4 separate regions of the Mus musculus genome follow, and all the other regions are linked to region 1. Evidence: chromatin contacts called from public HiChIP or PLAC-seq data. All regions are on one chromosome and are shown on one strand. The core of a region is the stretch at or near the end of the contact, and the rest is flanking DNA. Distances in the headings are between cores, read along the strand shown. Region 1 has its middle 43 kb from the start of Ifngas1. Region 2 overlaps Gm33677 (predicted gene, 33677). Region 3 has its middle 4.5 kb from the start of Gm33624. Region 4 has its middle 29 kb from the start of Gm33624.

Region 1 (3,370 bases), core at 330-2,829:
GTTCAAGGTTAGCACAGGCTATACTTTGTGAGTTCTAGGCTATCCTGGACTACAGAATGAGAGGCTCTCTCAAAAGAAGAGAACAAGAGGGAGCCAGCGGGATGAAGGAGATTTCAACAGAGAGCTTGCTTTCGTCACTCCCGGTCAGCTTTCTCTCAAAACTGTAATAAAGCAGGTGACGGTGCAACAGTAGAAACTCCTCTTCAAGGACGACTTGGGAGCTGGCAGTGGTGGCAGGCACACACACACACACACACACACACACACACATACACACACACACACACACACACACACAGAGGAGGGCACACATACACACACATACATATAGACACCCACCCTGTGCACACACACATACCACCCCTACACACACACACACACACACACACTGTATGACTTGGTGTGGGGGCTGTGTGAGCTGTCTTTATCCCCCCTGTTTCCTGAAGCGTGGCCCCCACAGGGGCAGGTACTGCCTGTGAGGTGGGATGCTCACTCCACTGCTCTCACTCTGCTCATTACCTCAGTGATAGGCCCCCGGGGAGATGCTGGCTTCCATCTGCTCTTTAGGAACGTCCTTGTGTAGGAGCGAATTGTGTCCTAACTTGGGTTATTAATTTTTATAGTGAGATCTCAGGGAGGTTATACTGAGTTTACACATGGAAAAGTAGGTAGAAAGTTGAAGGTTTTTCTCCAGTAAAACAGGAACACTCACTACCCCACTATACATACATACATACATATACATACATACATACATACATATATTCACATATGTAGACACACATGCACGCATGTCCAAGTGTGCACACAAATGCACCTATTTTCCCTAGACAACTATATAATGTAGTAAATTACTATAAGTTGTGCTTGTGTGTGTGTGCAAGTATTTGTGCATGTATTTGTGCATGCATGTTCCTATGTGTGTCTATGTGCCTGAGTGCATGTGTTTGAGTCTTTTTCAGGCTTTGCTTCTGAGGATGATGAACACAGAGAATGATGGAGTAAATGAGCCACTCCGGGAGAGTGAGCAATGAATACCTGGGCACGTGCCTGAGATTCAACTGCCACATCTGTACTTGAGTAAAGCCTTGTGGTACACAGTGTTACCTTTATCATCAACATCATCATTGTCATTGTTATCGTCATCATCATACCTTGTATCTCTATATCACCTCTTGCTTGAAAACAGACATTTCAAAAATACACTCAGGCCTTGTCACAGATGTGGGTGGCGAGTGTTATTCTAATCTCTCTCCAGATGAGAAGAGCATAGCCCAATGCCCAGGGAGCTAAAGGAAGCGTTGTAAAACTGAAGCTCAAGCTGACCTGATATAATTTGTTGAAGTGGGTACTGATTTTTTTCCCAGTTTTTTGTTTTTTTTTTACTGAAACATGACCTATGCCCCATAAATTTACATTTTGAATCTGCATATTAGTTATTTTTAATATTTTCGCAAACTTGTGTGCCAAAACCACTATCCAAGAATATTGTTATAATCTCAGAAAGAAACCCCACATACATGTGGGGCCAGTGACCATTTCCTTCCTTTCTCAGCCTCTGGCAACCGCAAATCTACTTTCTGTTTCATTTATTTTTGTCTTTTGCCTGTTACAGAGAGCCGATACAAAAGGCTCCTACATTACCTGACCTTGTGTCTGGATCCTTTAACTTAGCATAGCATTTTCAAGACTCATTCTGACTTATGACCGAGTAAATCCCCTGCCCACCCCCCCCCCCAACCCCCAGTTGTATCGATAGACTGTATTTTGTTTGTTCACGTTTCAGTTGATGGACATTTGGGTTGGATCTACTCGGAGACTATTAAAATAATGCTTCTGTGAATATTTTCTATTTCCTGGAGGGGGGGGATGTCAACAAATGTCTATTCACCCATGATGACAGCTAAAGAAATTGTCCCGTCCGAATCTCACTTAGAAAAATGACAAGCTTATTGGGGACACCGACAGGAACATGGAAGACACAGGCAAAGGTTCCACTGGGAGCTCACTGCACCACGAGACGTTCTGACCCTGAAAAGCTGCATCTTTGGGGTTTCCTTCCTGTGTATGTGTTCAAAACTCCACCCTGCCCTCCTCATCCCATCCTTTTTGACCTACTTGAGTCTGGCCAGCTTTTCTTTCCTCTAAAGGAAGGAGTGTTTCAGTTTGGAGGATATAATGGTGCAACATTAGTGAACACGTTTTCTGTAGACATGTTTTCAGGCTTCTTGGATGTGTATGCAGTTGTGGAATTGCTGAGTGTCAAAGAACTCCAGTCTTTAACATTTTTGAGGAATCGTCAGAGGGCTTTATTTAGAGCAGTGGTTCTTAGCTTGTGAGGCTCAACCCCTTTGAAGGTCGAAGGACGTATTCACAGGGATCACATAAGACTATGGGGACACACGGATGCTTACACTATGCTACATAACAGTAGCAAAGATTACAGTTATGAAATAGCAACAAAAGTGATTTTACGGCTGGGGGTCACCACAACATGAGGAACTGTATTAAAGGGTCGCAGCATTAGGAAGACTGGGAGCCACTGGGTTTGAGCCTGCAGATTTGAATTCCCTCCCATGCTTGTGTAAGTTCTGAGCCTTTGAACCCTCAAGAGCAGCATTTTTTTTATCTACAGTTGTGACAATTACCCATCCTACTCAATGTAATAGTACTGATTGTTAAACAATAGGTGATTTTTAAAATATTGATTTTTTAAAAAATTATTTCAATGTGTGCATGTGCGTATGTGGATCTGTATTTGCGTATGTGAGTGCAGGTGCCTTTAGAGGCTGGAGCGGCTGGATCTCCTGCAGCTGGGGTTACAGATGGTTGTGAGTCACCTGGCTGCTGTGAGCTGAGAATCCCAGGGGGCAGCAAGCGCCTGAACAGGTTAGCCATTTCTCTGGCTCCATTGGATGATCTGTTGAAAGGGGTGTAACTTGAGCTGTCACTTCCTGGTTGGGAATGGGTAAACTGATCTGTGGAAAGGTAGCCACTTTCTGACTCTCCAGATTTCCTGGCTTCCTGGCAGCTCTGCTCCACAGAAGAGAAGGGAAGGTGCTCAAGGCGTCCTCCAGCCCCGGCCACCCCCAAAGCCCACGCTGAGTGTGTAGGGACGATTTTCCAACTTCAGTTCCCAGCTCCACGCAGACATGCTGCCATTCCCCCTGAGCTCAGGACATGGAAAGTCCTCACTTTCTTCAGCAGGTCCCGGGATACTCCGCTTGCATTGGATATGTTACTGATGAAACATCTAACGTAGCAAATGCACTGGCCCCGCGGTATCCTGACAACCCTGTAACTTGTGTTGTTTTTGACATGTTGATTCTGGTGACAAGGAGGTTGAAGACGAAGTGTAGAAGGTCAATTT
Region 2 (3,370 bases), core at 303-2,802, 440 kb after region 1:
AGGGGAGAAAGATGTCAAAAACTGGTATACGATGAATAAAAGATGGGAACCAAGGGATGGGGTTCTAGAAACCCAGAGGGGATAAAGGAGGGTCGCCTGGAGAACACTGTCTGTCCTCAGCAATTTGGAGAATTCACACTCCTTCCTATGACTGTCTTCCCAGGGCTGATTCTGTCACAATGGACGCATTTGCCCTAGATGCTCTGAGACACTGAATTTTTCCTCCTCTCTGTGTACCTCCATGGCCTTGTCCTCTCTGCCTGCAGGTGTTCCCTGCATAGCAATCTAGTCCTGTCCTCCTATCTCCCCTCCCCATCTCAGGTCTCAGACACAAGTCCCACATCTGGTTGGGCGGGCGCCCCTTCCAGGAGCGCAGTCCCTCCCTCTTGCAAGCACTCATTGCTGGCAGCCGGTGCCTCTAAGCTCTTCAGAGGTGAGCCCAGGCAATGGCTGCTCCTTTTTGTTACAGTAGTCGTCAGCAATTCTTGATCTTGGTAGAGATATATCTGTGGGCTAAATCAAAGGACACATAGGGCAGGGTCCCCAGTATTAGCATCTGGCTGACCTACCAAATAAACCAAGACTCCAGGGGCCTTCTGCTTCTGGAAGACTCGAGGCAACAAAGTCTTACCTGTTTGAAACAAATGGTAAGAAGTCTCAAATGAATTGGCACATTGTAGGATTTTGAAGAAGTTTTGATACATTCAAGAAACACTAAAAACACCCACCTGCCCACCCCCTTTCCTGTCTGAACTATGGCTTTGAACTCAGTAGGTAATCATTTTTCTTTAAATAATATTAAAGTCAGTTTAAATGTGACAGGCGTCTTTTCACAAGCACTCCAAGCACCAGCAAGGAATGGATGGACCCGGACAGACCCTTAGGTTCAGTCTTTGCTTGAGGCAGTGAGGCTCTCTAGAAGAGATTCGGCAATGGTAAACCTACTCCCCCACCCTGAGGGAGGGGTTTATAAGTCACCTAAATCAGGACTCCAAAGGTCCTCATAAGTATGGCAGCAAATGCCTAAGATGTGGGGAGGAAGGGAGGTCTCTGAACACTGCGTCCTTTGTCATGCAAGTAGAGCCAACGTTCTGAACAGAAATTGTAGATACTAGCAGACTATCTTTAGAAACAGGAAGTCAGGAACAGCCTATAAATATCTTCCCCTTCCTTCCTGAAGATCACATATACATTTTTTTTTTAAGATCCAGAAAAAACAAACAAACAAAACAAAACAAAAAAGATTTAGAAATAAAGAAAGTGCCTTAGTCTGGCTACTTCCTTTCTAGATTTTTCTAAAACTTTAAAATGTGTTGTGAGGGGAAGAGTACCACTTCAGCTTTTGACTGTTTGTGAGTGTCAGCCCTTTAAAAATGGCTTTCTTCTTTTTAAAACATTTAGTATATTGAGGGAAATCATGACTTGGGGGTTGATAAAAGAGCCCTAGTTACTGCTAGAAAGCAGTGGGGCCCTCAGCTGCGGGGTGTTCAGCAACTCTCCAGCTGGATTAGGCACTGTTGTCTCACCATTGTCCCAGTTGTGTCGGAGTGAGCCTCAGGGACACGTGACATATGCTCTGACCTCAGCCCTTGCTGACACAGACAGTCTTAACAATACCACTCCAACAGACCCACGCCAGGCTGCTCTTCTTTCCAGCTCTAGGTGTGTCTGGTGGGAAAATGATTCAGAGAGGCAGACACAAAATGTCTGTGGGTCCCAGAATCACTGTGAGGAATATTTTCCTAGGATCACCATGGGAGAGAGGGAAGCTGGGAGAATGGTTCAGATACCCATTCTACTTTCAGCCCAGCCCTTCTTCTTTGCCTCAGGAAAGGGCAACTTTTCCTTTCTTTTGTCTCTTTCTTCTAGATGCTAACTCCTCAGCCACTGGTCCTCACCCTCCCTAATGCTGCAACCCTTTAATACAGTTCCTCATGCTGTGGGGACCCCTCACCCCGACCATAAAAATGATTTTCCTTGCTACTTCATAACTGTAATTTTGCTACTGTTATGAATCGTAATGTAATATCAGTGTTGAGTTTGGTCTGTTGTTATGTATTGTAATGCTAAATTCTGTGCCCAAATGTCTGGACCCTAGAGTTGACAAGCTTTTGTTGTGCAAACCTTATTCTTTGATTTAAAACTACTGGTTAAATAAAATTGGTTGAATCCAATTACTGGAGGGATTCAAGGTAGATGGGTTTTGAGTAACCTGGTTGGCAGTGGAGAAGGAGGGGGTGGGGACCAGGAGGAGAAGGAGGAGGGATGAGGGGAGAAGAGGAAGCCTCCAAGAGAAGAGATGGACCGTGAGCATGTGGCCAGGAGAAACAGCAAGTATCTGGGGTTATACCCCTGGGAAGGTAGCCAGGCCAGCAGTCAAAAGAGTAGATTAAGGGTGACCCCCAGTAATTATCAACGCCAAGTAAAATAACCATAGTCGGAGTCTCATTTATTTGTGAGCTAGTTGGGGATAAGCATAACGTGGTTGTACTACACATCTGAAATGCAGCATATCTGACATGTGACCCCTGTGAAAGGGTTGTTAGACACTCCCCCCCCCAAGGGATTTCAACCCATAGATTGAGAGCCACTGCCTTAAGTGTGCCTATGTCTGTGTACATGCTGTGTATAGGTGTGTGAGCACACATGCAAACACACACACACACACACACACACACACACACACACACACACACACCATGGTACTTTGGACTTCCATGCTCTTTCTAAAGCCCCCTCCCACTCAAATGTCAGGCCTTGCCCACCCCCACCTCCTTTTCACCGACATTCTCCAGGCAGCTGCTGGGATTTACAGCTGCCCACCCTGGGGCTTTTTAAAAAACACTAATAACACTAGCCTTGAGCTTCGTTCAATTCTTTCATTGAAACTAAGAACCCCAAGGGGGAACCCTGATTTCCCAATATCATCTAAGAAACACAAAGAACTCCTGAAAACCCCCAGTAACTGTTACAACCATTCTAACACATGAAAGACTTGTACAAATGGCATTTTTACCATTTTCTTGGTTAAAAACTGTCTAGAGAGATGGCTCAGTGGTTTAAAGCACTGACTTCTCTCCCAGAGAACCCAGGTTCAATTCCCAGTGTCGCATGGTGACTTATGATTGCTGTAATTCCGGTTCCAAGGATCTAATGCCTTCTTCTGGCTTCCTTGGGCACTGTAAGCATGTGGTGCACACACAGAAAAAAACATCTGGACATATAAACTAAAAATGAACCTTTTAGAAATAACTGAATGTCTACTCCAGTCACCATTAAGATTACACAAAGGAAGAGGTGACCACACTGATAACCAGGGTGTGAAAATATAGACCATGGAGGCTGGAAAGATGGCTCAGCAGTGAAGAGC
Region 3 (3,370 bases), core at 474-2,973, 410 kb after region 1:
GGTCACACATACACACACCCTAAACTATACACACACTCACTCATACACCATATGACATAAATATAATTTAATACCCCAAACACAAAAATCAATATCTTTGGGGAGGTAAACTCTGGCACTGACCATTTTAAATGCCACCCACACCCCAGATGATTCTATTACACAGTAGAGCATTCTCAGATCCAGGGCAATATGCTAATGGCCCAATGACCCATCTTCTGAGGTCAAGTAGCTGGCAGTATGTAACTGGCTCCATTACAGACCTGCTAGCTGCATCACTTGTATGAGTCAACGTATCCCTGTGTTCCTCCATCGCAACTCTGCAAAGCAGTGGGGATGAAGTAAAGGCAGCCACTCTCCAGATCAATGTGAGGCATAAAGACAGAAATACCTGTGAAATATGCAAGGCAGACTGGCATACAGCACATGCCTCATGCAATCTGGGTCCACTTATCAGTCCTTGTAGTGGGATGAGGGGGTATCGCTTCTTGGCAATGTATTTGCATACTCTGGGAGAATCCCTGGTTATATCACCAGCACCAAAATCCAACCAAACAACAACAACAAAACCAAGCAGTGATCAATCCTATAATTCAAGATCAGTCACCTGGTTCAGGCAACAACTACCCGGACACGGCTTCCCACTAAAGACACAAGAAGTGTCACACAAAGACAAATACATATGGGTGCACACACATACAAGTACACACATAGAAGTACACAAGAACTGGAGCCACTGTTGGGACACAAGGCTGTTTTCCCATTGACAGCTCTCTGAAAAATCTCCTGACCTTGATCAGTCTCTGGTCCCCACCAGGAGTTACAGCTAAGGACACCTAGGAGTTCCGGCCTCTCAAAAACACTCTTCTGGGCGGGCCTCTGCTAAGAAGCCCTGAGTGACCTGGACAGAAACCCTGAGTGTCCTTGCAAAAGCCTAAGTGTTTCTCCTGCCCTCTCCCAGGTGAGTCTGGTGTGGGAGGGACCCTGGCAGTCTTCCAAGCCTTTGGTGGCCTCTCCTGTCCCCCTGTGTGTGGAAACCCAAAGGGCTGGCCAAATCAGGATTGGTTTTTCTCCCCCTCAGTTTGCTAAACCCAGCTCGGGATAAACGTCCTCCCTAGCTCAATGCGCTCCGCACCTGTCAGTGTTTGTTTTTAACTGACAGTGTTGATTTAGCGTTAGGCCCAGTGGGGGATGTGGTTACAGGCTATGGGGAGGATTCGGAGTTGCTGTGTGTACAAGAGAAAATGCCAAGTTAGGTAATGAAAACTGAACGGCCCCGGTGCTCCCGCTTATAAATACCTATCAAAATCAGGAAAAGTACAACAAAACCAACACAAAGCATGTCCCTTTCTGAAGCATGTTCCCTCCTCTTAACCCTCTAGAAGAGCAGGAGGACAGACTGGAATCTCTAAAAAGCTCAGGTACTGGGACGTCTGTTCCATTCATATTTCCAACGCTCCTGTGCCTCTGTTCCCTCTTCTGTTCCCAGTTCTCCCTAATTCCCAGCGGGAAGGATTGGAAGGGACTGTTGGCTTTGCACCTGTCTGGTACCCCAACCCTAAAGAGTAGTCCCTTTTTATTGCTGAGTGAAAACCATGCACCCCACTGGGGAAACACTGAGAGAGAAGGCGTGGGAGAGCAAGCTGGACACAGCCCTGGGAGCACGTACGGAGACAAGCGTAAGCAAGCGGGTTGTAAACACAAGTCAGGATCCAGAGTCTTCATAAAGGAGGAGACTCTGGAACTGAGTGTTGAGTAATGAACTGGGGTTTGCCAAGGGCAGATGGGGATATGCAGAGTTCTGCAGGCAGAAGGAAGGGAGGCAACACAGGCTGGGTTAAAATGCAACAGGGAGTGTCCAGAGAGGATCCAGGGGGAGCTCTCCAGGAAGAGCCTCCAGGGAACCTAGACTGTAAGGAAAGGCAGGTGCCCTCTCTCTCTTTCTTGGTCTAGTCTCTGTCTCTGACTCTTTGTGTCTCTGTCTCCCTCTTGTCTGTCTCTCTGTATGTATGTATAAAAGAGACGAAGTCAATGTCAGTAGATAGACTGACATTGCATATTAACCATGTGACGTGAGTAGAAATGCAAAGGAGTTTTGAGATCACCCTGCAAACACGCAAAGAGTAAGTGCTATTAGGTACTTGGTGCCATCAGGTACTTGGTGCTATGGTTACTTGGCCCTATCGGGTACATGGTATTGTGAATATTTGCTGCTATCAGGTACTTGGTGCTGTGGGTATTTGGTGCTATCAAGTGCTATCAGGTACTTGGTCCTATGGGGTACTTGGTGCTATCGGTACTTGATGCTGTGGGTACTTGGTGCTATCAGGTTCTTGGTGCTGTGGGTACTTAGTGCTATCAGATACTTGGTGCTGTGGGTATTTGGTGCTATCAAGAAAATCTCATCCAGAATAGAGATATATGGAAATGATTAGGAGACTTCACTTGTCCTTTACATTGTTAGAAAACCTATGTGTGAGTGAATGGTCCTGATTCCTGGCTTGCTGCTTATGACAGTCCTTGGGGCTTCAAGTCCTGCATTTCCAGGCTTCTGGCTTTGACTTGCTGGCTTATTGTTAGAACTCCCTCCATTTGGACACTGCACATGGGTAGGCTGTCCACTGGAAAGCTCTCCAAGTTAGTTCGCACTGTCCTTTTAGCTTTACTAACACTCTTCTCTCCAATTATGACTTTTTCCTTTGCCTTTCCTCGCTGCCTTTGATCCTCATCTGGCAAGCAAAGTTTATATCATGAATATTTTATAACTCTGCAGTTCCAGCATAGACAAGGCCATTAATAGCCGAGTGACTTAAAAGATTGCCCCCCCAACACCCCATACTTAGTCCATGACTGGCACAGAGCAGGCGGGCAATCAGTAGAATGCACTTTAGCCATCGAAGGAGATTGGCCATAGGTCACTTAGTCTTTAATGGTCAGGAGTAGGTCTATCTTGTTTTTCCAGAACTTTCCCCATTTTCCACAATGAGGAATTGAAGACAGAAAGAGTTCAGCAGAGCAAGGGAACGGTCTTTCCCTTTTGTTATCGAAAGCCTTTGCTCTAGAATAGTAGAAGGGACCATCTGATTTGTACTTCACAGAGAAGGTGGGGTTCCTAATAATTTCAAGATCCAGACACACAGAGATGCTCAGACAGACAGGCACAGATAGGCACAGACTGCACTCACATACATACACGCATACGCACACATACACACATGCATATACACATATAAGTACACACAAAGACAAATACATATGGGTGCACACACATACAAGTACACACACATACACACATAAGAGTACACACACACACACACACATATATATACATATGTAAGTACACACAGAGACACATACGTATGGGTACACA
Region 4 (3,370 bases), core at 512-3,011, 380 kb after region 1:
AGTACTGGTGGGAGCCAGATGGCTGAACTACTGAGGACACCTACCTGCTGGCAGCCGGGTGGCCTTTCAAGGACTCAGGCCCTGAGTGTGACATGCCATCTTCCCTCACTCCCTTACACATCACTTCACATGGGAGACGATGCTTAGTATGTGTGGTTTTATGGCCACAAGCAGAAAAACATAAGATGGTTCACTGAGCATGAAATCAGCCCCAGTGAGCCCTTCTTAACAACTGCCGTTGACAATAGAAATGCCAAGCACAGCAAGGGGGACAGATGTATGGCCAGGGGCATCTTTAAAAGATACATGCGTGTCCCTGGTTCCTCGACACTGAGAATCTTTGTGTTTATATAACAGCGGTAAAATGCTCTGAGAAGAAGTCTTGGTTACCCTGCATCTGGAAGAGCAGTATGCCTTGGATAGCCAACCAAAGCAAAGACAACCTCTGGGAGATCCTGCCTTCATCCAGGTAACCAGGGATGGTAACAAAATCAAGTGGAAGGTGCACCCGACCCCAGAGACTTTGCTAAAGGATGAAAACCGCCAAGTACCTTAGGGTACGAGCCCAACGCTCGTGAGACCCTAAGGCTGAGAGACTCATGTTTCCTTTCCAGCTGATCCAGGTTAGAGTTTGCCTTCAAGAGGAATTGGTGTGGCTTTGCAAGTCAGGACGCAAGGGGAAGTAGTTGCTATTTCCAGAGGCGGTTGCAGGCAGATGTTAGGGACAGGGCAGAGATTTTCTGTAGCTTCCAGAGAACTTTCCAGAGCTGCCTGCTTTGGCCCAGCAGATGAGGTTTCTCTAAGCCTCCTGAAAAGTGGAGCAGCAACCAGGCAAGCCACCAAGATGAGCCTACTCACTTAAACCATCATTGATTGAAACTGTGACCTCCAGCACAGGCATCCTTGTCCCCCTCTCTGCATCCCACAGTGTCACTGAAACCCCAAGTTCTCTATTTAACCCTTTGTGTCTGGCACACAGAAACTGCCTTCTATTCTCAGAACTCTGCCTGCATCACATGTGTGAGACCACATGTAACATCATTTTAACCTTTGGGTTTGTTTGGTTGGTTTTTTTCTTCTTAGAAATGAGAAGATATTAAACAGATCATCCACAGATGGAATCAAATTTTGTTTTCTGTAACATTTGAGGTGTTCCTGACTGGAAAGCTCGGTGTTAGCATTAGGAGACTTTGAATGTCCTCCAGTGAACTCTTATAGAAAGCACCTACACGGAGTTAGATTATGATGCATTTGCAGTTCAGGGCAGGCAGAAATGAGAAGTGAGCACAGTCAGGCAGAGATCGCACAGCCCCAGGGAACTTGAGCTACAAGCTGCTCACACAGCATCCTCCTAAGAATTTGCAAATTCTGTCTTATTCAAATCCTTAACCTGAGAATCCAAAGCTATAAGTGTTAGGCCCTGGAGCCTCGGATACCTGACCTTCAGCAAGGTGGGCTGGAATTGGGAGGTGCACTCTGACCCAAAGACTAGAGGAAAGATACAACTGTACGCCTCGGAATTGGTGGGACGCATTAGCATCAGAGGACAGCACACAGCGTGCATGGGGTCTGAGTTTCCTACTATGAAGGCTGCTAAGAGCGCGACCTTCAGATTCACTGATGTAGAACCAGCCAAGTTATCAAGAGTTGCAGCTTCTTTGCTGGCTGTGGTGGGACCCAGAAAACTCTCCACATTCACTGTCTGAGCCCCCTTTAGGCATTTCCGGTTCGAAGGGCTTTTACTGCCTTGGGCGTTGTCTTTGCTGTTCTGTCTCACAGGCATCCACAGCCTGTGCACCTGGTGCTGTCTGGCGCACGTGTGCTTGCCTTGCTTGGATGGCTGCTCCCTCAGGAAGCTTTCTTGACGGGGATCTAGCCCATGCACCTCCCTTCTCGGTCCTTCTACAGCTCCTCAACTAGTGGCTGCTACTTCCTTATTGCCAAGTGTTGCCCTTAGCCCTGAACTGTGTTATCTCAGCTCTTACAGCTTCCCAGGAGAGGGCTCAGAGGAAAACCTGGAGACAGAAAGGTTCAACATCTTGCTTGTGTCAGAAGCTGGAAAGATTTGGGGTCAGGACTCTGGAGGTCAGAACTTACTCTCTGGAGTCCTGTTATTACCCGGGCTTGTTTTGTGATGATCCTACCAAACTGAGCTCAGAAAAAGAAAGAAAGAAAGAAAGAAAGAAAGAAAGAAAGAAAGAAAGAAAGAAAGGAAGGAAGGAAGGAAGGAAGGAAGGAAGGAAGGAAGGAAGGAAGGAAGGAAGGAAGGAAGGAGAAAAGAAGAAGAAGGAGAAGGAGAAGGAAAAGAAGAAGAAGAAGAAGAAGAAGAAGAAGAAGAAGAAGAAGAAGAAGAAGAAGAAGAAGAAGAAGAAGAAGAAAGAAAGAAAGAAATTATACTGAAAGCTTATGTGACAAGGATTATTTATTTCATGTCCTGTTTCCAGTTCTCATCTCATCTCAGTTGAGACTGTCACTGTCCCCATTTTGCAGATGAGAATGGAAGCTGCTCCTTTGCCCCACCTTCTCAACTCCTCTGATGTGTTCTGAATGTCCCCAGTGTTCTGAATGTCCCGTGTTCTGAATGTCCCCTGTGTGTGAAGGCTCTAAGACAGAAAAGACCCAGCAAAAGCCAAGAACTGCAGCCTCAGTCCCACTAAGTACTAAGTCACAGGGGACCATGCTGGAGACCAGAACAGCCTTCTTCAGCAAGGGGCCACCTCTCGCAGCACAATGAGAGGTCGCTTCTTCCTGACCTCAGGACCATGACAGCTGGCTTGGGAAGAGGCTACAGCAAAGAAGCAGACCTTCAACAAGGCTCAGCTGCCAAAGTCGGAAGTCGGAAGCCGTGACCCCTCCCTGGGGCCTGGAAAGCTGAGACACAGCTGGGCTCCTTCTGCGCTGGCTTTGGGTCACACCTGGGGCTGCGCAAGCAGGAGACCCTTGCGCATGCGCTGAAGAGAGACGAGCACTCCTGCTGCGACAGGCAGGTAGCCAAGTCTCCACTAGGGGTAGGAGAAAGACTAGCTCTGTGCTCTTCGAAGCAATAGAAGTTCTCCCAAGCCTCTGGGGAGAAGGAAACATTTCTGTGGTGTTGGGGCTCCACGTGGGGGTGAAACTCAGGCTGAATATCAGGAATGGTTAAAGCACATGGGTCCTTGAGACTGGTCTCAGCAGAGAGCAAAAGGTTGGTGGGCTCAGAAGTAAAGAGAATAAAGCAAGCAAAGACCGGCCCTCATTCATAACACAGGCCACTGCTTTCATACTTTACCATATGTGTGTGCTGAACCAAAAATCGTATCCACACATTTATAAAGGCCTCGTCTAGAAAGCCAGAGGCGGAGGAACCTGAGGAGCATCAAGTGATGTGAAG

The links. HiChIP or PLAC-seq counts read pairs in DNA pulled down with a chosen protein or histone mark.
Region 2: a contact with region 1 is called in an H3K27ac HiChIP or PLAC-seq map of regulatory T cells, with 5 times the contacts expected there. The contact joins two enhancer-like sites. A contact is called at or near these places in 3 of 15 datasets of contacts at CTCF or cohesin (the NIH/3T3 cell line, large pre-B cells and pro-B cells), 11 of 484 Hi-C or Micro-C datasets (CD4 T cells, CD8 T cells, the G1E-ER4 cell line and 6 more) and 7 of 115 datasets of contacts at active chromatin or transcription factors (the NIH/3T3 cell line, astrocytes, bone marrow-derived macrophages and 4 more).
Region 3: an H3K27ac HiChIP or PLAC-seq map of regulatory T cells shows a contact between it and region 1, with 5 times the contacts expected there. The contact joins two enhancer-like sites. A contact is called at or near these places in 2 of 15 datasets of contacts at CTCF or cohesin (large pre-B cells and pro-B cells), 3 of 484 Hi-C or Micro-C datasets (CD4 T cells and CD8 T cells) and 7 of 115 datasets of contacts at active chromatin or transcription factors (CD8 T cells, double positive thymocytes, fibro-adipogenic progenitors and 4 more).
Region 4: a RAD21 HiChIP or PLAC-seq map of pro-B cells shows a contact between it and region 1, with 6 times the contacts expected there. The contact joins two enhancer-like sites. A contact is called at or near these places in 2 of 15 datasets of contacts at CTCF or cohesin (large pre-B cells and pro-B cells), 8 of 484 Hi-C or Micro-C datasets (CD4 T cells, Sertoli cells, gonadal supporting cells and 5 more), 5 of 115 datasets of contacts at active chromatin or transcription factors (bone marrow-derived macrophages, double positive thymocytes, embryonic basal ganglia and 2 more) and 1 of 9 other capture datasets (embryonic stem cells).

The regions. Positions count from the first base shown.
Region 1 is chr10:118,598,257-118,601,626 of GRCm38.p6, forward strand. No RefSeq gene overlaps it. Among named protein-coding and RNA genes, the nearest start is that of Ifngas1, 43 kb to the left of the region's middle. Within about 2 kb of position 1,580, at least 46 of the 459 cell types and tissues checked have an H3K27ac peak or open chromatin away from gene starts, as enhancers often do. A contact at or near this core is called in CD8 T cells, bone marrow-derived macrophages, memory CD8 T cells and 3 more, where this site is marked.
Region 2 is chr10:119,038,834-119,042,203 of GRCm38.p6, forward strand. The region is part of intron 3 of Gm33677 (predicted gene, 33677); the gene reads right to left. Among named protein-coding and RNA genes, the nearest start is that of Gm33677, 10 kb to the right of the region's middle. Within about 2 kb of position 1,553, at least 40 of the 459 cell types and tissues checked have an H3K27ac peak or open chromatin away from gene starts, as enhancers often do. A contact at or near this core is called in CD8 T cells, bone marrow-derived macrophages, pro-B cells and 1 more, where this site is marked.
Region 3 is chr10:119,010,013-119,013,382 of GRCm38.p6, forward strand. No RefSeq gene overlaps it. Among named protein-coding and RNA genes, the nearest start is that of Gm33624, 4.5 kb to the left of the region's middle. Within about 2 kb of position 1,724, at least 64 of the 459 cell types and tissues checked have an H3K27ac peak or open chromatin away from gene starts, as enhancers often do. A contact at or near this core is called in CD8 T cells, memory CD8 T cells, pro-B cells and 1 more, where this site is marked.
Region 4 is chr10:118,976,625-118,979,994 of GRCm38.p6, forward strand. No RefSeq gene overlaps it. Among named protein-coding and RNA genes, the nearest start is that of Gm33624, 29 kb to the right of the region's middle. Within about 2 kb of position 1,762, at least 36 of the 459 cell types and tissues checked have an H3K27ac peak or open chromatin away from gene starts, as enhancers often do. A contact at or near this core is called in pre-B cells and pro-B cells, where this site is marked.